Linked DNA regions of Zea mays: region 2 is linked to region 1. Evidence: chromatin contacts called from public Hi-C data. All regions are on one chromosome and are shown on one strand. Each heading gives the region's core, a stretch centred on a gene start, on an enhancer-like site or on the middle of the called end of the contact. The rest is flanking DNA. Distances are from core to core; before and after follow the strand shown. Region 1 holds the start of LOC100275300. Region 2 holds the start of LOC542220 (glutamic dehydrogenase 1).

Evidence for each region. A called contact is a pair of places that touch in the nucleus more often than the background predicts.
Region 2: a contact with region 1 is called in a Hi-C map of endosperm, with 2.9 times the contacts expected there. The contact joins the promoter of LOC542220 here to the promoter of LOC100275300 in region 1. A contact is called at or near these places in 4 of 25 Hi-C or Micro-C datasets (bundle sheath, ear, endosperm and 1 more).

Annotation. Positions count from the first base shown.
Region 1 is chr1:293,676,497-293,681,969 of Zm-B73-REFERENCE-NAM-5.0, forward strand. LOC100275300 reads right to left here and starts at 3,296. Exons shown (of 2, transcript NM_001149415.3): 1 at 2,950-3,296; 2 at 2,446-2,718. The coding sequence starts at 3,264. The coding sequence ends at 2,950. LOC103644161 (25.3 kDa vesicle transport protein) reads left to right here. Exons shown (of 7, transcript NM_001352058.1): 6 at 12-88; 7 at 538-1,315. The coding sequence ends at 621.
Region 2 is chr1:294,104,553-294,110,025 of Zm-B73-REFERENCE-NAM-5.0, forward strand. It overlaps LOC542220 (glutamic dehydrogenase 1), which reads right to left and starts at 3,106. Exons shown (of 10, transcript NM_001254781.1): 1 at 2,866-3,106; 2 at 74-226. The coding sequence starts at 181.

The DNA of each region.
Region 1 (5,473 bases), core at 2,046-4,545:
CATTTATGCAGAGGTCAGTGAAATGTCAAGCAGGTTGACTTCTGATACAAGAATATACGCAGATAAGGCTAAGGACCTCAACCGGCAGGTATCCACATGCTTAATTGCACAAGGTTCATGGTTTACATTTGCCAGATGAGGGGAGTTTAGAATTCTCCGTTAGTCTATATAGAATATTAGATCTATACATGGCTTGTTGGATAGTAGTAGTAGTGTGATAGCCTCATTTGTACTTTATTAACTATAGTTGGTTCTATTATAATATATCCTTTTGTCAGATAATTCAATTGCTTGGCTGCATAATGTGATTTAATGTTGGGTTAAGTCACAAGTTGTGGCCTCAGTTATCATTGTTACATGTGTGCTAGAACTACAAGTTTCAGAATATTTTGAATTTGAAAGCTAGAACTACAAGTTTCAGAATATTTTGAATTTGAGAACTGTGTGTTTTGTGAATTGCATGCCCTACACGTCCAGCGTTCCTCAACTGTTTTGGCCTTATCGTTTTGTTGACATCCAAAATTTTCAAATTGCCAGGCGTTGATTCGGAAGTATGCTCCTGTCGCCATTGTCATTGGGGTAGTATTGATGCTGTTTTGGCTCAAGAACAAGATATGGTGATTGTACAGTACGAAGGATACTGGGCCCTGTTACAACACCGGAGAAGAACAGATGGAGATAAAAACCAGGTCTATTCTGGAACAAGAAGATGCTTTGGTGACTTGTATCCCGTATCTGCCCATTCAAGCGATTACTTAAGCTGCCCTTTTGCTCCTCCCTATAAGCTAGTATCAAAGTGAATTCGTTGGAGTGCAGACCTGATAAGAGCATCTCCGGAAGTCTTTCAAAATTTCACTCTAAATTCTCATTTTGAGAGTCATTTGCTTAATAATTGTTATTATGTTTTTTTCACTCTCCAACAGCCTTTAATATCCTGTTTGCACTAGGGAGCCATTCTCTTTCTATATTGGACTACCGATGAATTTGGAGGAGATGGATATATTCGGATAGCTGTTTTTAAAAAAAGCTGTTGGGGGAATCTTAGCAATTAGGAAGGGTATAGTCTCTAGAGAAACTCATATTTTGTGCATCCGTTGAACTCAATGTAATATAATATAAGAGCTCTAGAGTTCTACATCGGGGTTGTGGAACTCAATGTAATACAAGAGCTGTGGAGTTGACTTTACATCGGGGTTGTAATTTTTAGGGTGGAACTCAATATAAAGATTCAGGGTGGTCTGATGAGTTGACGAAACTCGAGCATGCTTTTTATAGCTGCCTAATATGTATTGATTTAAGGTGTGTTTGGTTTGTCTTTTTGCTGTGTTTTTTTGTCTTCTAAAAGCCAAACCAAAGGGTTGAATCTAGTAAGCAACTTTTTTAAAAAATTGGGCTTTGTTGCCGTCTAAAATCCAAAAAAACTCTGGACCTGATTTTAACGGCTCTTGGAGAGAACTTTTGGTGGCTTTTGACAGCTAATACCGAACGGTTTTTACACCTCAAAACCCACAGCAGACAACAATATTTTTTTATAACACACAGCAGACAATAGTTTTTCTTACGCCATAGCCCAACCGTACAGCGCAGTATGAACTAGTTGCCAAAGACGTGTGCTACTGTGCGCTGCCTTTAGCCTTTGCGCAACTCAGCACTGAGCTTTGGTTTGCCAAAGTGAAGACTGCGAGTTGGCTGGTGGCATCGCGGATATCCTTTCCTTGGGATTGAGGTCATCTTGCCTTTCAGCATGACAACTGACTGCGCTTCGGTGCGATGGTTTGGTAGGGCTGGAAGTGCGGCTCGGTCACTCGAATTTCAGGCTCGGGCTCCTTAAGGTTCACGAATGGCCGCACTAAGGGCATGTTTGGATCGCAGCCTCACTTGCCACACTTTGCCTAACTTTTCTGCCTAAGGTTAGTTCTTCAATTCGAACGACTAACCTTAGGCAAAGTGTGGCATAGTTAGCCACGAACCAAACAGACCCTAAATCTCTTTGCAAGATAAATTGTATATTTTTATTATAAATAAAATTTAAAAAATATGTATCAAAAATTTAGAAACATATTTTAAACTATATCTATACTATTATGTCCGTAAAATAAGAAAATAAATCAATAACATAGTAATGTAATAGTGTCGTGCCATAGCACTGCATGATCTATTCGGCTCATGAGCTGACTCGGATTTTCTCAGACTCGTCTCGACTCGTGTTTGAACGAGTTATAAAAATAGGCTCGGCTTAGTCTCGTTAACCTCTCCGACTTAAGCTCGTGTTTAAACGAGCTATAAAAGTAGGCTCGGCTCGGTCTCGTTAACCTCTCCGACTCGAGCCAGGTCGTGAGAGTGCTTTTTTTTAGCCCCAATGGTTGGGTCACATCGCCTTACTATTCTTTCTTCGTGAGAGCGATTACTCACCGTGAAGAAAAGCGATTGTAAAGAGAGTGAGAATTATCTCGTGACGAATTCAGTCACGAGCCAACACAGCAGTGAACGAATTTTATTAGTCTGATTAGAGTGTTTCTAGAACTAACTCCCAATCCAATTCAGTCACTGAGCAATTTTCTGACGTTCTGTAGGTCAGAGAGAGTCGTGTATACTACAGCTACGGTACATGGCCAAAGTCAAGCTTGCAAGCTAACGATAAGACAAGAGGAAACGGGAAAGAAGCGCGCGGCGTAGCAGTAGAAACCATCGATGATCCAGCGCCAACTCGCTTGTTCCCTGCATAAAATAATCGGATTTTGTTAATAGCCATTACTGTTCGATCAGGATCAGGAGCAGACACACAGGGGAACTAAACAAGAAAATGAATCGGCAAGGTACTGCTGCTCGATCGGAGACGGGCCGCAGTCAAATCACTGCCAGCAAGTGCTCATCCAGATTCCTATTCCAAGCGTGTGCTGAGCAAAGCGGCAGGATAGGCAGAGTTTGTCGATAGAGAGCCGCACGCACCTACGACGACGAGGACGGAGAGGAAGTGCCGCTGGCGGAGGGCTCCTGCTCCTGCTCCTGATCCCGGTCCTGGTCCTGGTGGAGGCGCGCGTGGATCTCGTGGATCCGGCCGCGGGTCTCCTCGAGGAGGCGCCGGCGCTTGCCGTATGTCTGCTCGATGCGCCGCTGCAGCTCGGCGGCGCGCGCCCGCGCGCGCTCCAGCTCCGCCAGCGCCTCCGCCAGGCGCGCCCGCGCCGCCGCCTCTCTCCGCCGCAGCTCCGCCGCCGCCGCCCACCCCGCCCGGCTCGCGTCCACCGGCCGCCTCCCCTCGCACATCTCCCCTGCGCCGCCGCCAAGTAGCGCGCCTCCGGCGGCCCGGCCCTGGTCCGCGCCGCCTACACCTAGGCCTGCGCCGTGGGGGCTTCGGGTTTGGAGTTGTTGGGTTTGGGTGGGCGCACGGGCCCGTTTCTCTTATTGATGGACGTTCGCCGTCGTAATCGTAATTGTAATCATAATCGTAATCGCAACCGTCCTTGACTCCTTGCCTTGCCTTGCCTTGCCTTGCCTTGCCTTGTATCCTCTCCTCTCCTTCGCTTGATTGCGACGACTATCCTCGTTGACTCGTGTCGTGTCCCTGCAAAACTGCGATGCAGATCAGCATGGCCCATGGGTTTGGGTTGCTACTACTGCCATCTACCAATCGCCAATTCGACTAGTATAGTACCAGCAGATCGACGGCGTTAATGGCCCATGTGATTGGTGAAGCATATCCTTCGTACTGCGCGCCACTACTCAATTCTACCAAACGCACGTCCCTAATCCTAATGATGCAAATGCAGCTCGCACAGACACAGCCGGCCTCCACCTGCAGCTGCAGCTGCACTTTGTCCCTAATTCCCGCAGAGCAGAACCCTCCGTGGCAACTGGCACCCAAGTCCTGTCCTGTCCAGCAAAAAGGTTGGGTGCGCCGTGCGCGTCTCCACGGGGTCGGAGTCGGAGGTGGATGGGCAGTGGGCAAAGCCTCTCGCGCTGGCGACCGTGCAGATACAGGCTCAGTGCTCAACTGTCTCACAGGCAAGGATGGCAATCGGGCCTTATTATTCGCGGATACCTTATTATATCCATAACCATACCCACGGATACCAAATTCCACCATACCCGCATCCAATGGATAATTATCCGCGGTTATTTACCCATACCCATACCCATACCTATTGCTATCCCTACTCACAGGCTCACAGCCGCGCACAGGACCGTGTCGGTGTCACGGTGGAGAGACGTCTCGGCGAGTCGGTGGTGCCACAATCGCGGACACCTGGCGACGTTGCTGACAGTCTTTTACTACACCCTTTCTAATTTAAAATTTTAAAAAATGGATTCTTATCTCGGCGCCATCACTATTTACGTCGAGGTTACAAGTCACGACGTCAATATAGATGACGCCTAAATCTCGTTTCCATAGCTGAGTTATTTGTTAGGTGGCAGTGTGTCGGCGCCGTGAGCATTGGCATCGACCGCCCATTTATTTGCTGTGAGAAGGCCGATGGCCTTATGTCGTGCGCCCGTGCTATATACTCCATATGTTCATAAATATAAGACACTGTTGACTTTTTTTAAAAAACTTTGATCACTCATCTTATTTAAAAAATAATAAGTTAATATTTATTTTTTTGTGATTTATTTTATCACCTAAGGTAGTTTGTGCTTGACTTAAGATTATATTTTTTGAATAATACAAGTGGTCAAAATTTTCAATAAAAAGTCAATGGTGTCATATATTTGTGAACGAATGTAATATATATATATATATATATATATATATAGTATTTAGAGCCCTGGGCTCTCTCTAACTAATGGAAGCCCCGACCAGAAACCGACCAGGTGCGCTGACCGCACCGTACCGACCAGGCGCGCACGCTTTTTTGGCTGACTGTACCACCTAGTTACGTCAATTATAACTACGCGTTATGCTCAATCTTGTTACGTTTTACACACTTTTGGTGTGCGCATGTTTCGCGGCATCCGGGCCCACGAAAAGATCGTGTCCCCGCAATCTGGGTAGCTTACGTCTATCGGGCCCACGAATCAAGGAACCGAGCACTCATTTTTTCAGCTCATCTCTCCCGTAACTCTCGCGGCGGCCGAACCCTAGCCAAATCCGCCGCCGTCTGCTACTTCTCCTCCGCGCCCGTCGAACCCTAGACTAATCGCCGCCGTGAGCTTCTTGTCCACCGCGCCCGCCGAATACACAGAGATTCTCCCCCCGTCGTTCCACCGCCGTCGCATTCTCCTTCACCACCGCAGAGACCCGGACTCGCCTTCTCCGCCGTATACACGCCGTGGCCTTATTCTTCGTCTCCGGGAAGGGACCCGGAATCGTGGAGGCGGTTGTGCCGCCCCTTCGTTCTTCTCCTCCGCAGAGACCGAGACCTCGATCTTCTCCACCGCGGTGGCCGAACGCCGAGTCCCCTACGCCGTCGCGAGCTCCGTCCCCAACGTCGAGTCCCCTACGCATTTGACACAGCCGCGCGTCGCCTTGGGTTGT
Region 2 (5,473 bases), core at 1,856-4,355, 430 kb after region 1:
GGAACCCCCCTGAGCAAGTGAAACAGCGGGAAACAGTTTACCAGATCTAAAAGAACTGTAGTGGATTTATCACCTTGATCTCCCTGAATGGAATGAGCAAGCTCTTCTCCAGCTTGGAGTCGAGGCCCAGCAGCTTAGCTGCCTGCTTGAAGTTCCTGCTGGTTGCTGCCAATGCATTCATCCTGTTCAACGAAATCTCCCTTCAGAAGCACACCTGAAATGTTATCTGGAAGCTCAACGGAATGAGCAAGAACCCAAAAAGCCTAAATACAAGAGCTAGAAGCATAAACAAATCAAACCTGTTCAAGAAAACCAAGGATATATTTTTTCTATCCTCCCAAGGAACAAAAAAAACTATAGTTACTGAGGAGAGTCTGCCCAAGCTCTGGAGGAGTTCAAGGTTAGCAGGTCTACTATATATAGCCGCTTGGTGAGGTTTGGTTTGGTCAAGAAACTACAGGCAGGCTGCTGGATGATAATAGTGACAAATCGCGGTTACTTAACTATAGCACAACTTTATTTATTTTATATATACAGTATACGGGTGATTGGGAACTAAAGTCACTGTTCTCGTTCTTTTCTGCTAGAATAATCTGCTGTCAAGCTATGTGAATTCAGGGATCTGGTCATGAATTCATGATTCAGATAGTCCGAAAGAGGTCAGGCCCTCACTGCTTCTTTTCGTATAAAAGCACCCAGCATTTCAGCCGTAAAACAAGTAAAAATGGGTGTTCAAGAAAGTCTCTCTCCACTCCAGCAATAGAAATATGCCCAACCGATTAGATCTACAAATTGTACTAGGCCTGGTGACATAGGTCTGTACTGATTGTACAGCCAGTGTCACATGCTGAGTATTCAATTGCTGATTTTCAGCCCGCGAAGAGATCACATAAGGAGATTTTCTTTTAAGTAGTAAAGAAAATAACTGAGGTTGCCTTTTTTTTAAATTGAACTCAGATGTGTCAATTTCTGTTTACAAAGGAGAGGGGTTAGGTACAAGAGACCTAAAGCAACTGTACAGGCAGAGCAAAGAGAAACACTGAAACAGCCACAAAACAAAAGTTACTACGGTTGCCATAGTATAGCGAAAAAAGTTTGACTATAAATGATACTGGTAACATTATCTGTGGAGATTCAGAAATGCCACCGAGGATATGCAGTCTTGAAAAGGCACATGGCTGACTCAGCAATGACAAGCCATGGACTTATTTAGGCCTTACGTGTTGCATTTGTTAGTACAATATACTAAATAAATCACAAGTTTGTCATGGATTGGTGGAAGGTTGCCTTTGCCCCCCAAAATCAAGGATTATGTTCAGAATTCAGACAATGCATTGCACTTGACATGTCTGTGCTGTGCAGCATGTGTAGCATATATGCCATTATAGGCCAAATGATGTGCTGGAAAGATCACATGCCCTGAGTTAAGCAGGGCAGGCTCATTTTTTTTTCAAATAAACAGACCTATATATTTGCATAAAAGATAAAATATACCTGTTAGAGTAGTGTATGTGAGCTTGCCCCCCATAGTTAGGATAAGATCGTAAGAACAAATCAAGAAAAGAAGATATGCTCTCCCAACCCGATAGACGAGAGCGTATTCCGAAAGAACAAATCAAGAAAAGAAGATATGCTCTGTCCTAGACCCTTGCTCTCAAGAGTAAAGACGAAATGGAGTGGCCTGGCAGCCAAAATTCAAGCCTCTAACTTTAGGGTGTGTGTATTATAAAAAAATCGGCTAGGGATGAAATGACTGCCCTCTCGGTATTATTATATTAAGAAGAGACAAAAACAATAGTTCTGGCCGAGAAAATTATCGAACTCTGGCCCTTTATTATTAACGAGTCGTGCCAACCATCTACTCTGCAATGGCCCAATCAGAAGGTGGTGTATAAAACATCGTAAACCGAGAGCGGATGAGACACAACAAGGGAATTTATTTAATACAGTCAGAAAATTCGTCCACGAGAGAAATCAAACCTAGGATTTGGAGATGCTAGCGGGGCCGTGTATTACAATACCATTTTAGTTTTGTCTGTTTGTTTGGCTTTAATCCGTACCGGCTTGTATTGTTTATACAGTATTTTTGTCTCTATGGATTGTAACTGCAGCAGTCTAAACAGCCGGTTTTAATCCGAAGCTCTCGTAAGGTGAATTTTCAGAGATAATCTGCCGAATCTTCTAATTCCCACTGAAAGCTAGGAGGGCACTGTCTATACATGATGAATTAAAGTGTTCAGACGCAAAGCATGATCCTGCAGGGTGCAGGCGTCTGAAGAATAAGACAAGTTGATGATTTACACGATTTCATTCGAAGTGATATAGCATACGACTGGTGACATGTGAAGCCAATGGAACATGATACGTGTGTATGTGTGTGTATTTGCTGGACGAAGGGGGAGAGAGAGAGAGAGAGAGAGAGAGAGAGAGAAGGCGACCCATAATAATTTGAGATTCTGCCACAAACCAAACAGGTGAGGTCAGCCAAGCCAAGCACTGTTCTCTAGAATTAGCAACAGATTCAATTTTTGAAGAGAACGGAGCGACGCACGTTGATCGCATGGTGTACCAATCATGTAAAGAAGAATAAACTCCCGTGCTAAAAAAAATTTAGAACCGGAGGCAACCCCAGCAGCAAGTTTCGGTTGACCTAACTAGTTGCGCCAGCCAACAAGGTAGGGGGGGCGTTGTCGATCGCTGCAACTGTAGCAATAAATAAACTAAGACCGCAAGAAGAAACTTTGAGGCTCTCGTCGTCAGATCATCAATCTTCGCACCGGTTTCGCCGAACTGCTGAATCAGGCAAAACACGGACGACGGCGGCGAGAACGAGCGCGGAGAACGGGCGCAGGCGGAGAGCCTTACAGTTATTACAGTCGGCGGCTAGCAGCGCGGAGACCGGAGCAGCGACGCGGGCGAGGAGTTCCACCGCCGGGTAGTGTGCGGTGCGTCGTCCGTGCGTGCCGTCGGAGCGGGGGGGTTGCGCGGGGTTTTATAGGAGACACTCGTGCGATGCATGGAGAATGGGGGGGAAATACTCTGTGACTGTGCCCCAGGCGGCGAGGAGGATAGAGTGTGTGGGGGGAGGAGTTGGGAACTGGTGCTGGGTGGGGGGTTTCTCCGGCCGGCGTGGGGAGGAGAGGGAGAGGTAATTGGGCGATGACGCCAGGGCCGACGGTGCTTGCAATTGGCAGAATTGGATCCGCCTGGGATTCCAATTCCAACTGCTTTGGGGTTGGGTTGGGTTGGGTTCGGTGCGTGCGTGTATCTCATTCCATTTCCATCCCGTGTTTTCTTTTTCTCTGATCTGATGAATGACGGCAAGAAAGAGCGGGGGAGCTTTGGCACCTTCGCCGTCGTCGTCGATGATCTGACGGTTGGGTTTCACCCGTTTCTCCGGCTTTTTCTGACGGAAAAGGGCATGCCACTGCCATGGAGTGGAGAGGAGTACGTCCAGCAGGTCCAGCCTCGTCGTGATGACGGCATGACGCGGCATTCCAACCCTTATTATTTAGCACTGTATACGGAGAGATGCCAATAGTTACCCGAAACTCGAATAATCAATAGATTTTATCCGATATAAAGATGGATACGAGAAGTTTTCTATACTGGGTATACCTGCGGTATATTAATGGGTAAAACATCTACTCTATATAAAAGCGATATAAAAGCGCTGCGGGGTTTTATTTACAAGTTCAGTCGTGTTCCTGGAATTGATGATTGGAATGTCTCCTAAGTCCTGATAAGTGTGATCAACGTGGGACGTACACCGTCGTCGTTATCCCCATGGAAGAATCGTACAGCGTTCCAAAATCCCAGCCAAAATGCGTGCACGGTCACGATGGGAACATATATCCTGCATAGGAATGGCAACGGGGAAATCCCCGTCGGGTTTTGGCTCCCCGTACCCCGTCTCCGCGACAAAAAAAATTCTCCCGCGGGAATTCCCACGAACTCTTGCGGGGGCTTTTCTTCCCCATCCCCGTTCCCCACGGGGATAAATCCCCATCGGGGATCCCCGTCTCCGCTTAAATTATAATTATGACACACTTTCTTTGTTATTAATACAAAACATTATCACTTATATACATTGTCAGATGTTAGAACTCATTATGTGTACATCAAAATAACAAATTTATACAATGAGTTATCTCTTAACAATATAATTATTTATGTTTATTATTATATATTACATGAAAACATCATCATATATAAGTTTAACGGGTCCCCGCGGGGAACGGGGATGGAGAATGTTTCCTTATCCCGTCCCCGTTTACCCATCGGGGGAGGATTTTTCCTCGTTTACATTCCTATGGGGGGAGAACCTTCCTCATCCTCATCCCCTAATGGAGGAATTCCCCGCGGGGAATCGTGGATCGGGGCCCATTGCCATCTCTAATCCTGCATCATCCGCGGTTGCCAAAACAAAGCTCAAACACACACACAAACGGGGAACCACGTCATGAATATGATGCGATCTGCATGCAAGTTGGCCGCTTTAGAATTTACGTGCTCCTCTCTCCTTCCCATGTCATTCCCATTTTTAAAAAAAGTAAGTTCGTTCTAGCTTTCTTAACCGATAATTTCTCCGTTTCGTTTTAGTTGTCGCTAGATAGTGCAAAATTGAACTATTCAGCGACAACTAAAAACAAACGGAGGGAGTATAAGGTAGTCGATCTGATCAATTTTTATACTATAATAAAAGAATATAATATTTATGTTATTGGGAAAATATCGTTAGATTAATTATTAGCTGTACTTTTATCGTAAATATCTGTTTGATGTTACAGATACCTACAATACTCTGTATGTTTTTTTTATCAGACCTGATACACGTCTTAAACCTCCAAAACAAAACCAAAACAAAACAGAAAAGTTTGAACAGACATACAATTTGAAAGACGGGAGGAGTACGAGATTCTCTCTCGTGATTAGGTAGAGATTACTCTACCTAGTACATTCTTAATTCTTTACTAGGTGAGTGCCCGTGCGTTGCAACGGAACCGTATAATAACACAATAACCAAAGAATGAGATAGAGATTTGCCTGTTTCCATTATACGAGTGTACTGAATATACATGTAAATGAAACAATTCCTGAACTAATGGACCAAAAACTGGAACATGTATCCAGTCCAAGAATTGTACACCACCAATCAAGTAATCCCTTCCCAACTCATCAGTCACAACCTCCAACCTAGGGCCTAATGAATCAATATGTATCATAGTGCAAAATGAACAAGAATTTGGCTCACTGTCTTGTACAGGGCATGGCGATTCTGTATCTTCTCTAATGCACAGGGCATGGCGTTTGTCACATATCTCCAAAATCTGTATCGCAATTGTATGATCAGTGCTAGTTATGTGCCCGTGCGTTGCAACGGCATATAAAATATTCGATAATATTAGTGCTCTTATGTTTATTTATCTTTGTGTTCAATGGTACATCCAGAGAAGCATAAAAAGAAAAGGCT